Regions from separate parts of the Anas platyrhynchos genome. Here region 2 is linked to region 1. A link is a contact called in public Hi-C data. All regions are on one chromosome and are shown on one strand. The core of a region is the stretch at or near the end of the contact, and the rest is flanking DNA. Distances in the headings are between cores, read along the strand shown.

Region 1 (6,311 bases), core at 2,241-4,740:
ATACCTTCAAAAACCTGCAAATATTCCCTCATAAATGAATAAAAGCAGCGAATTTCCTTCAGCTGTGTTTGCTTTTTGAAAACATTCCAGTCTATTAGATTAGTGGCTAGAAATGTTTATGGAAAGAATTTTTCAGCCCGTTTTAGAGGGTATTCGTGGAAGGCAACATTTTATCTCGAAAACACAGTCATCTTACCGGGTGTTAATTTATGTTCATTGACTCAGGGGATGTCAAACAGCATTATATGACTTGATTTGTTCAGGTCATGTATCTCTCCTGTCTCTCCGGTCTCGTCTTTTTTTTTTTTTTTTTTTTTTTTTTTTTTTTCTGCCATGCTGTTTCCTATTCCTCTGCTATGCCAGGGATGGAAAATTTAACATTTTATTTGTTCACTTCACACCTTCTTCATTTCCCTCTGAACAGAGAGCTCCTTTCTTGAGCAGCAGTGAAAGTAAACCGCTATCACAAGGCAAACCTGGGGCCCTGGAATATAAAACCACTCCCTGCGATATTTAAATTCCTTTGAAAACCATCCTCTGCCATATGTCTATAAACACTGTCCAGCTGCAACAAGATTGCGGATTCTTGGCGACCATCTGAATTCAGCGAGGAAATAACAATACTGTGCACCGAGACAGTGGCAACTGCCGCCTTAAACATCTCGCTTTGCATTTCAAATACTCTTTTTTTTTCCCCTGTTTTCTCTGATGTAGGTGGCAGGTAGAGCTGGGAACAAAGGTATAGCAGTGGAAAGTACTTGCTTTTCTTGAGAGAGGTGTCTGTTTCTGAACAGCTGGACGAAAATCATCAGTTTTGTTGCAGGACGTGCAGTGTAATCGTGCGTTTTGAGAGGCTGAGGTTTGAGCTCAACGTCATTACCGCTGGCACATGAACAAGCTGATACTCACACTCAGCATCACGTTCCTGAGCAATTCGTTTAGGAAATGACCAAGGGAGGAGTGCCAGAGCTCTCCTTGCAAGAAGCAGACTGTCCTTTACCCAGAGGAAAAGAACCTGGAAGTTTTTATCCCTAAACCACGCCATATACACGTGTGTTTGGAAGCTGCACCTACGCCTGACGCCCTGCCCAGCACTGCCAAACGCCAGCATCTCGAGTGATCTGAAAATTCAGCTGTCTTCGTGAGTTAAAGCACTTCTCCAACAGCGTCATTGCCTGGTTTGCAAATGTTTCTGATCTAATGCTTTAGCTGTCATCCAACTGCAGCACGTCTGGGGCAGAGGCCACATGCTGGTGTTTGTTTATTTGTTTTTTCCTTGCTTAGGAGTGGAGCAGCAAAGCTGGGACAGTGGCATAAATGCAATAAAAACCAAGGATCTCAGCACACCTCCTCCATCGGATGCCAAACGTTAGATACTTACAGCAGAGGTGCTTTTGTGTGATCCGTGAGGACAAGCTGGAGTTTCGGGAAATACCCGGTGAGAAAATTTCGTGCACAGAAATTCAGGGAGAGTGTAAGCTGCATGTGGACAAGCACGCTAAATTCGAGAGCAAATCGTATCCTATGTGATGTTGGTTCGGCTCGAGCTGCAGGTCCCTCCAAAGCAGGATTTTAATGCATGAAAACGAGCAGGCATTTATTGTGAGCTGCGACCATCAATTCCTTACGCGCTGGAGTTGGCAGAAAGCAGGGTAGAAATGAAAGGAACAATTTTAGACATATGGCAATCTGGCAAAGCGCTCCAAAATTTTAATTACGCTAAGGAAAGGTCAAGGCTGGATCTGTGCTGGTGGAGGGATAATTTGCTTTTAGAGTTTGTGAAAGTGCCTCCAAAACTAAGGAACCGAAAACTGAGGAATAAAACTAACTTCTCCCGTGCAGGTGGTTGGTTCTGATCTGCTTTGAAAACAGCCTTCCGGAAGCATCCCAGAATTTTACCAGTTTATCCCAAATTTCAGGGGTGAACGCACAGTTCTTGGGGGCAGGGCTGGGACATCTCCAGGTCAAGACGAACCAATTTCTTTCCATAACCCAGTTTTCAGAGGAATGAGCTTGTCGAGGAAGTCGTATTCCCTCATTCGGAGGCCAGAAATTAAGCAACATCCCTAAATTCAGACACAGCTCTTGAAATAGCTGTTTCCTTTTTCAATATCTGCGTGTTCACCGACAGAGCTGGAAGCCCCGCAGCCCACAGGGAGCGTACGTACTCTGGCAGTGGGCGACAACCCCAGAGGCTACAGCCTGGATCAATAAGGCAGGCACAAAAACAGGGTGGTGAAATGATTTACTTAAAGATAAGACTTATCTCTCTGCACCCCAAAAAACGCTAGCCCCTCAATTGCCTGATGGAGCTGCAAGGAGTACGGCCTCACGGGCAGGGCAATGGTTAATTCGACACGAAAGCAGAAGAGAGCATCTCGCTACGGATTTAATTCACCCACTTGCCTTCCCTTACCTCCATTGTAAACCCGAGGGCCTGCATTCATACAGGAGTGCTCCTGCTAGAAATGACGCTGGCAATAAATATTGTGAAAATCGGCATTGTTTTGTTAAAAAAAAAAAAAAGAGAGAGAGAGAGAGAGAGTGGATGTGCACCTCCAGTGACCTCGATTTTTCACTTCGCTGGAGTGATTATAAATGGCTTTGCTTCTCCATCAGCTCTGTCACAGACAGGACTCCTTCTTTTTGCCTCGCTGCCCAGATACAGGTGTGCCGAATTTTTTATTCCTGCCTCCAAATGCTGCCTGCGTGCCAAGAGCGAGAGCGCAAGACATGGATGGAAGACAAATTGTCGGGGCTACCCATGCCGAAAGGGCGTGCAGGATGGGTGCAGGGGCAGTGCTGGACTCTTCCCATCCGTGGCTCAGCTCAGCCCTCGTGGATCTCACGGAGCTGGGGATGTGTGTGCAGAAAGAGAGATGGATCATGAGGAGCACAGCCCTGGAGGCTTCCCTTGCGGTTGTGAGGGTATCCAAAGGTGTAAAGGATGGCTAAAATGAGGGACGTAGCTTGGGCTGGGTATTGAAGGGGATGTGATGAGGAGGGCTTGGCAGGAATTAAGGAAAAATTGGCCCTGCCTGACAGCAAGGTCCCCTTCTCTGTGCTGCGTGGTGTTTATCCAGCCGTGCTGAGGAATAGGCACGCCCGTGCCAGGAGCTGGGAAGCGAAACTGCGCAAAGACGGGGGGGAAAAAAAAAAAAGAAGAAAAAAAAATAAAAAAGGAGAGAGAGAGAGAAAGAAATCCAAGCTCAAAGAAAAAAAAAAAAAAAAAAAAAAACTGGAGGAAAAAGCACCAGGCCAGAAAGCCAGTGTGCTGAAATTAATTAGTTTGGACTGGGTCTGCCGGGCGCTTGCAGTAGCGGAGGGGCCGCAATCCTCGCCGTGCTCGGGAATGTCACACTCGGGCACAGCGGCTGCTTTCCAGCCTTTCCTTCGCTCCCCCCGCACGCTGAGCTGAAGCCAAGGAGGGAGAGGGAGGGAGGGAGAGAGGGAGGAAAAAGCGAGGCCGAGAGCTTTCTGCGGTCGGCGGGGGCCTATAAATAGCCGCTGAAGTCTTCTAATGCCGATGGGGTGCGTCATGCCGGCCCTCCCCGCTCTCGCTCCGCTCGCCGGCCCCGAGCTCGGAGAAGGGGGGGTAAAAATCCCGAGGATGCTGCTGGCCTCGTGCAGGCGTTGCAAAGGGTCTTCCAGGTCCCGTCACCCTCGCAGGGGGCAAAAGGCAGAGGCGGAGAGGTGCCAGAGGGGATTTTGAGACGGTGTTTTCCGTCCTTGTCCCTGCCGCAAGCCACTGGGGATGGCCCCCTTGTTTCTTCTGTGAGCCCCCAGGTGCAGCCCCCAGGTGCAGCAAGCTGTGCTGGGGATCTTCTTGCAAAGAACCCATGTTCAAGGCAATATAATGCACAGGGAAGCCTTTTTTACTAAACCAAATGAGATCCCAGTCATTTTTCTTTTTTTCATTTGCAACACTGAGGTATTTTTGAGCATCTTGACGCTGCTTTATTTCTCTGTTTTTGCTCCAGTCCCTTATTCTTTTAGGATTTGCTTACATCAATCCATCAGGAAGAAGCGGAGGAACGTGCTGATGAGCATCTTGTCCGCATCAACTTGTCCGAAACTGGACCTGCTAAAGGCAAAGCTGCCAGGCTGACACATGGGATATGCTTCTTCTCAAGGAACACAGTGAGTTCTCCCAGATTTGGGGCTCTCCTTGGAGAGCACGTGGGGAGCAGCACGTGGTGGTCTCTGCCACATCAGGGCATTCTGAAGTGTCTGAAGCAGTGAAAAATTGCCAAAGAGAGGGTGCAGGATCATCTGCCCCTAGGAACAACCCCATCCCAAGCTGAGCTTCAAAGGTATCCAAGCATCACTGACGTCCTGGTGTCCAAAGCAAAGCTTAAGCTTCAAAACTTAGGGGTTTGTTGCTGTTTTGAAAGGATGGGTGCAGAAGGAACCCCAGCCTAAGGTCCAGTGAATGAAATTCCTGCCGTGAAACGTCCGGCCAGGCTCTCTGTTCAGAGATGGAGAATTTGCCCTGCTCCCGACGGGTCCTGTATCGAGGAGGAAATGCCAATGGATGTGTCAGAGGGGCTTTTTGGTTTGGTGCCGTCTCAAGCAGCACTGGATATAGGCACAATTGTAGAGACCTTCAACTCTTCATGTTTTTAGCACCCACGTTGTTAGTACGGGTACACACACCTTTCAAAGGCACAAATAAAACATGCAGCTCAAGCAAAATGTCTTTTTTTTTTTTTTTCCCCTGACAGTGATGTCTGTCCCGGCAGTAGGCTTGATATGCACTGGAGCCTACCTTTCCGAGCTGAAACCGTGAGGATTACTCACGTCTTTAAAAATAAGCCCACGTCGAAATTCCCTTGTTGGATTAAGACCTAAGCCCTGCAATTGTCACTTTTCCCGACGGAGGAAAGTACCAGTGGCTTAACTAAATATACCGTCCCCAGCGCCACGGGCAGCTTCTGGATTGTTTCTCTTTCCTCTTTTACTGGAACTCCTCAACGTTTCTGTAAGTTTATTTTACTATTTGGTTGGTTTGCTTTTTTTTTTTTTTTTTTTTTTTTTTTTTTTTTTTTTTCACCAGTCCATCTCCCCTTTTCCTGAGCGCTGTGTGATCTTTCGTCCCACCCTTGCCGTTTCTTCCCCGTCCTTCTCTGCCCATTTGCCACAAGCAGATGGCCACCCGTCGCTTCAGCTTTGGGGAGAAACTGCCAAACATGACAAAACAATATGTGTTTCTGTTAGCAGTGGCAAAAATCAAGCCAGGTTTAGCCTGGATTTGTGTCTCTTCTGTGTCTGATGATGTGCAAGAGCTGCTCAAAGTTTTTTCCATCACAATTAGTAGGGATTCTCCAGCAGGAGCTGTGCTGACATGGAGCTGTGTCCAGGTGGTGCTCCCACTCTTTGGGATGGGTCTGATCTTAAAAGAGCATTCGTGGCTTTGTCACGCGTGAAGAAAACTGACACTGAGGAAAAAGCAAGGACTTGATGTGTTTAACCATACGCAAGGAGGATGCTGAGTGCTCTGAGGTTGGGATTGTCTCTATACAGACAATGCACGGACCAGATTTAGGCAGGAAAATTGCTCTTCAACCCTGCTCTTGTCCTTGTTGGGTCTATCCTGGCTAAAATTGGAACTCCTCTGTGCTTCCAAAAAATTAGCCACAAATTGGATGGCCCCTTATAGTGTTCAAGAAGCCATGCACAAACTCTTCACTTGGATACCTCCCAAGAGAGCAGGTGTTGGGGCTTGGGCCCCAGCCCAGGGAAGAGCACACAGCCTCCTCTTCCCTCCGACCCAACGGTGCTTCGACAGCCTCGAGGGGTGGCAAATTAACCAGCTCTGTGCTCAGACACTACAAATCAAGACAGGAGCACTGCTGCTCATAGCACAGTGTAAGACACCACCGCCCGTGTTTACAATAAATACTCCTCTCTCACTGGGAGAAAATCATTTTCATTCTCAGAGCTGCTTTTTTTTTTTCTTCTGGCCTTCCCAGCCGCTGCAGTGATCAGCTCCTCAAAGAGGTCTTAATTTGAGGAGTTTCTTAATGCATACCTTAGCACAAAGCGTGAAAGATTAAGCTTTTCAGGAGTCTCCGGGTACAAAAGAACTGTATTTCACAATGAGGAGGAGAAGTGCCATTAAAAATATCAAAGCTGTATGATACCCACTTTGTAGTTACGTTCCAAAGGACACTTTTATTCAAATTCCCTCTTTTCAGGAGCTTCCGTTTCTGAAATTTCTCGCTGTTGTTAAGTAGCCCAAAGGGAATTTTTTTTTTGTGTGTGTGCGCAGGGCGAGTTTGGCATAATTCATTCAGGATATTGCAGTAATG
Region 2 (6,086 bases), core at 1,948-4,447, 45 kb before region 1:
CGGGAGAAATACTTGAAAGACAAATAGGAATTTCCCCTCCTCCCCTGCCTTCCAAGAACCCATTCATCCCTCTAACAAAAAATCTGCTTCCCCACCTGGCCCTTAGCAGCCTGTACCTGCTGAGCGCTGCTGCCAGGTGTCTCAGGTTTAGTGCACGTGTAGCTGTCCTGTAAGTGGGGCAAACAGATCGGCTGCTCGTTTGCCAGGTGGAGTATTTCTTTAATTATTCCTCCTGCACATGATACACGCAACAAAACGAGCTCCGTAGCAACAGGGTAAATTTTCCCAGCTGACTCTCCCTCTTGCAGGATTTTCTTTGGCATGGGCTGACACAGCCTTGGGTTTCTTGTCATTTGATGATTTTGCCATATTTTAGAGTAACTCCTCCATCCCGAAAGGAGGCCAGCGCTGTCCTAGCACATACAAACGGTACTTCAAAATTTACACCACTGCCCTCAAGTCAAAATCCAGGGGGCATTCCACAGAGGTGTAAAGGACAGGGAAGCAGAAGTTGTTGATTTGCACGAGACGTAGCACCCCTTTCATTAAAGGCAACTCTCAGCTGATTTCATGTGCTTCCTTGAGATCTTTGGGGTCTTCTGTTGCTCCCCACCTGCTGATCTCTCCAGCCATAGGGACATCTCTGCAGATCCCCGAGGACACACTGTTCTGGCGCTCCGGTCTGCACACAGAAGCCCTGCAGAGCTGCAGCTGGTTTGTGCTATATGACATGTACACGCTGCCTATCCAGAGAGAAATATTAAAAAAAAAAAATAACTAAAATATCCCAGTCCCTCTGTTAATTGTGGAAATCCCAGTCTGAATTTCCAGGAGCTCCTGGAAAAGCCTCTCTACCTGCATCCCCTGCAGTACGAGTTGAGGGGAATTATTGTATAGATAATTAAGGGAAGCTTTTCTTTTTCCTCCCCTTGATGGGGAAAACTGAATGGAGCTGGTTCTGCATCAAGCGTTGTGTTTGTTTCACCACTTTTAGCACGGCGTAATAGTTTTCAAAACAGGGCAGCCCAGAATTCCCTTCCCCAGCTATCTATAAATCAGGGCTGGAGAGAGAAGAAACAGTCCTGGAGCGTGGTATGCATCAGTCCGAGCAGCTGCTCAAGCACGTCCTGCAGGTAACCAGCTACACAGCCCCGATTCACAAAGAAAAGGGCCATCTACAAACCCAGCCCGGAGGAAAGGTTCCAGCTCTGCCAAGCAGCCACACTCATGTGTTTACACGGGGAAGAGGGGGAGAAGGCTCCCACCCCAATGCAGACACTGCCCAAGACAAACAGGACAGAATGGAGGGGGAAAGAAGGGCTGGAGAGTGGGCAAATAGGGGCTGAGATACAAATGTACACCCACAGGGCACACTGGTGCAGTAAGGTTGGAGTCTGGTAAGTGAAGGCTGGGGACATTGGCTAAACCAGAAGCAGGAGGTGATCCAGTGCAGACAAGAGGCTTCTACAGAGAAGCCTCTCAAGGGGAGAGAAGGAAGTTGGGAAGCTTGTGTGGAGCAGGTAACAGCGGGATTTAGCAACCATAAGGAACGGCAAAGGGGGTGGGTAAGGAGAGGGGAGCTAAAAAGAACCGAGTTGTAAGCTGTGTTTCAGGGCACTAATTCAGCAGCGAAACAGGCCGCGATGGATGTAAACAATGGGCTCTTCAGTAGGGGTTTCGTTCCCTGCTGCCCAGCAAACCATTGTCTAGAAGTTTTAAATACTCCGCACACACGCACGCACTGAAAGACAGACAGACGTGCAGCGTCAGATAGCTCCAACAACTCGCTCACATCGCTGCCCTCACGCAGCCCCCGTGCTTGGTAGGCCCTTCGGCCCAGCTGGCAACGCGTGCAGGAAAATAAATGATCAGGACCCCACCGCAGCAGTTCGGTCGGGGTCTGGAAGTGCAAACCACTCTACAAACATCCCAACAATGCACAGAACGCTTGGGAGGCTTCAAATGTGCTTCTGCTCTTGACTGCTCCTGCCCATCTCTCCCTCGTGTTTTGAAGCACGAGGTGGCTGCTCCGTGCGTGCTGCCCGATGGCCACACCGCCACCGGTGATCTTTGTGGGATCGGAGGCATTCAGCCTGCCAGGGCTGTGCCCAACCAACCCTCACGCCATCTCCGGCCCTGCTCATTGGTCTCCTCAGCGCTGTTTTCCCTTTCCCGAGGCACTGGGGCCGAGGGAGAGCAGGAGCTGGCTGCAGAGCCTGCCCTGCTGGGGCTGCCGAGGGCCAGGAGCCAGGCTGCGGGTGAGGGAAAGACGCGGCTCTGCTTCGGTGGCTGGCGGCTGCGCACGGCGGCTGACACTCGAGAAGCTGGGATCAGGCTTTCAGCTCCTAAGCCAAGCGCTGCTGGTGCAGAAATCAAGAGGGAGCACGGAGGAAATCCGATGGTGCTATTCCCTTTTGGCTCCTACGAGGCAAACCTCGTGCATCCAGGGTCGGCGTGAGCGGCAGCAGCTAGACTGAGTTTCACACAGAGCTTTGCTGCCCTCGATGCAGTGCGGTAGGTAGGTGAGCTCTGCTCTGAGGCTTTTTTGGATGTCTCCCCCCAAGTGTCCTTTCTACCTCGCAACAGGAGCTTTCCACACCGACAGAAGACGTGCTTGTGTCACACCGTGCATCTGGCACAGCAGCTGAACCAGCGGCTCGGAGTTTGGAGCTACGTTTTCAACGGCAGAAGGTGCAGATGCACGTTGCTTTTGACACCTCTTGGGGTAAGGAGAGGCACAGAGAGCTGGACAGCTTGTTTGATGTCCACATTTGCTCGTCTGAACTTTGCTAGAGCAAAGTAATACCCTTCCATAAGCACCAGGGTGCTCAACAGGGTGTACTGGTGCTGTCCGTATCTCCTCCTCGTGTCCTCAGGGGTGAACTGGCTCTTTGGGCTGCCCTAGCGTGAGCACTCCCACCTCTGATCCACAGCTCCTTGAAATGAAGGGCCTTGTGCTTCCCAGGAAAGGGCCAACAACCGTGGGGGGCATTTGTAGGGCAAGATGGAAGAATAGGGAGGTCACTCAGGCTTCTCTCTTCTCCACCTACCTGAAGACACCTGTATAAAGGACCTTTTGCAGCCTGTCCTTCCTGTATTCACAGGCCAAGACTCAAAAAGGGCTTATGTGGTCTGCAGTTCTGCGGAGCACAGGCTGCACAACCTCACCCGGTGCCTCGTGCCCGGCAGGATGTGACCTGTCTTTCAGGAACACAGCCAGCCTGGCGGGCTGCAGGGAAAAGCTGCCGACAAGAAGCTGTCTCACAGCCTTTCTTCCTCTTGCCCAGGCCCAAAGTTACCCAAGCACAGTGCCTCGGCTCGGCGTTACATCGTGTTGCTCCCACCACGAATTACAGACAGAGGAAGAACCTGGACTCCCTTTGAGGTTTTCCCTCAGCTTCTGGCTCCTTGCGCTGAAGGTCTGCGGAGAGGAGGGAGGGAAGAGATAACAAGGCTTTTCTTATCCCTAGTCTTGGGCATATGGATAACAACAAAGCACCTAATTCTGTTTTGTCTGTTATCCAGAAGCGCTGCATGTTTCATTGAGCCCTGGAAGCACACAAGCAACACAGCCCACACAGGGGAAGAAAAAAAAAAACTGGCCTAGAAAAGAGACAGGAGGAGGGGAAGATCTCAACAGTTTTAATTTAATTTGGGTCTTTAATATTGCATGGATGCTCTTTGTTCGTGTTACGTAGTGCACAAGCAGCACACACAACAAATCACTGTCTGCTACGCTGGGAGAAATATAAACGGATAAGCCAAAAAATATGCAGATGCATTTATGTTCCCCCCACTCCTCCCTGGGTGCTTTTATATATTTGGTTCGCATCTAGGGTTCATGTAGTTCACGGTATCTCAATATAGCAATCATGCACTGATGACTACTACGGTTTAGGGACACCTTCACGACTGCCACATGAGCTGCAGGAAGCCAAAAGCTCGTGTACAACGCTAAAATTCCCCTTTTCAGCTCTCTGAAAAGCCCCTGAGTTGGGTAGAAGGAGGCCTTTGGGGCTGTAGGAGATGAGCCCCAGAGCTTCTGCAGCTCTGAGTGTTTTCCTTTTAACCCAAGTTTCCAACGTGAAAGGAGATGATTTCTGCCTCTTGCCATGATGAAGGCAGCCACCCGAATGTGAACTGAAGGGCAGAAAAAGCGAGGGAGCGCAGAGAGAGAGAGAGAGGGAGTTGTAAGTCACACGTGGTCTCCGCCATCTGGGTAACAGTCACACTTAAATAAGGAAATCAAATGTCAGTCCACCACTGCCCTTTCCAAAATGGATCTCTACCGAGTCCCAAGCATGCCCCGCTCCGGAGGCAGAGCGCCTGCTCGCAGGAACAGGCAACCAGCAGGAAATGCACACAGGGAAATAAGCGGAGCCTGCCCCCTCCTCTCTCCAAGTCCTCTCCAGTTGGTATTTTGCACGGAGCTGTACAAGAGGGAGCAGGAGAGGAAGGGGGCGGTGGGAGGAGAGAAGGGGGAAATGCGGCATTTCCCATCAGCTCGAGGGGAGGAAAGGCATGGGGGGAAGTGGCGGAGGAGCCGGTCGCAGACCTCTTCCACCCAGGCAAGTGCAGCTCAGGAATGAGCAATGCACGGAGAGCAGGGGAAGAAACAACAGCAGGCAGGGGAAAGACAAAGAGAATGCAGGAGGCAGGAGAAGAGGGATGGCCGAAGCCTACGGGATGAAGCTCCTTGGGAAAGCTCCGTGTTTTGGTGGGACAGACTGTGAAGGAAACAACCAGATACACGTTCCAGGTTAACAACCAAAAAGAAAGCAAAATGGTTGAAGAGTGCATCTAAATACAGAAGAGAACAGGCCCTGTCTACGGAAGAACCATGGTCTGGAAAATACCAGCAAAAACATGGATGATGGGAGGGGTGGGGGAAGAATGAGAAGGGACAAAACAGACTACAGGAGTAGGATACAGGGTTTGGGCCTGCTTTTGCACATTAAAGTCCTCATTCATGTTCACGTCTAACCTCATGACGAGTTAAATCTCAATTTCAGCATAAACATCCCACTTTGAGTTAGCGACCCAGCAAAGGATATTCTGCCACCACCACTAGCCAGCCTTCTCTCCGAACCAAGGATGCACCAAATATCTGAAGTTGACTCCATCTGAAAGCTAAAACAGTACCAGTAATAGTAACAACTCCTGGCTGAGTCACGTCTTCATTTTAGGCTACACACATTATCCATTCAAAGGATTTCATTTGGAAATTGTTATTGTTGAAGCTTTTTTTCTTTCTTTTTTTTTTTTTTAGGAACTCAGATGAGTAGGAACAACATTTCCTGCTCTATGGATGAGAAGCTTTTTAGAGCATTACAAGGTTTTTCCTTCCTCCTCTTCCCAGTCCTCACACACCTCTGTTGGTGAGAGCTTTCCTTCCAGATGCTGTGCTTCCCGAGGACGGCACCGGAGAAAAGAGGAACGATTTCCTTGCATCATTTTAATGCTGACTTGGGGGCTGACGAGAAGGGTTGCATGGGTGCAGTGCGCGAGCAGATGAAGCTGCAACCAAATGTCTTCACTCTTTCTCTTGTAACTTGATACCTGGCTTTAGCGATCCCTCCAGCTCTTGAATTAGGAATGGAAAATATGAGAGCTCTGTTTCGCAGCAAAGGTTTAGACACACGCACACACACACACAGAAAAAAAAAAAAAAGAAAAAAAAAAGACAGCTCTGGGCTACTTGCAAATGGTATTTGCTTTACGCTGGACTTTAACACCTGACAGGAACAGCACATGCAGGCTGTGTGTACGCACACATTCCCACTCCTGTGCTACGCAGCGCTGCTCAGACTTGTCAGAGCTGGGAGCTGGAAGCCTGGACCTGAAGCGGGCCCAAAGCCTGGATTTTAAAGCCATTCCCTTGATTTTGTACCTTGCAGCTCCGGCTGCTGCGGGTGCAAATAGTGACATTGAAAAGGAACCAGCTTCCACCAGCTGCAGGAGGAGTGAGACCTTAGAAACGCCACTAGCTGCTGTCTGCAGACCTGCAGGTCATTGCAAGAGTAAGACAGGATGCTGGCCTGAAGCCTTCATAGAAACATCGTCCCTAATCATCGCACACATCTTCC

The links. Hi-C and Micro-C count contacts between places; a contact is called where the count stands out from the background.
Region 2: a Hi-C map of liver shows a contact between it and region 1, with 1.9 times the contacts expected there. The contact joins two enhancer-like sites. A contact is called at or near these places in 2 of 8 Hi-C or Micro-C datasets (liver and skeletal muscle).

The regions. Positions count from the first base shown.
Region 1 is chr3:13,096,685-13,102,995 of IASCAAS_PekinDuck_T2T, reverse strand. The region is part of intron 3 of SERTAD2 (SERTA domain containing 2); the gene reads right to left. Among named protein-coding and RNA genes, the nearest start is that of SLC1A4, 36 kb to the right of the region's middle. Within about 2 kb of position 3,490, at least 5 of the 8 cell types and tissues checked have an H3K27ac peak or open chromatin away from gene starts, as enhancers often do.
Region 2 is chr3:13,141,327-13,147,412 of IASCAAS_PekinDuck_T2T, reverse strand. SERTAD2 (SERTA domain containing 2) reads right to left here. Exons shown (of 5, transcript XR_011808000.1): 5 at 1-3,421. Among named protein-coding and RNA genes, the nearest start is that of SLC1A4, 80 kb to the right of the region's middle. Within about 2 kb of position 3,197, at least 2 of the 8 cell types and tissues checked have an H3K27ac peak or open chromatin away from gene starts, as enhancers often do.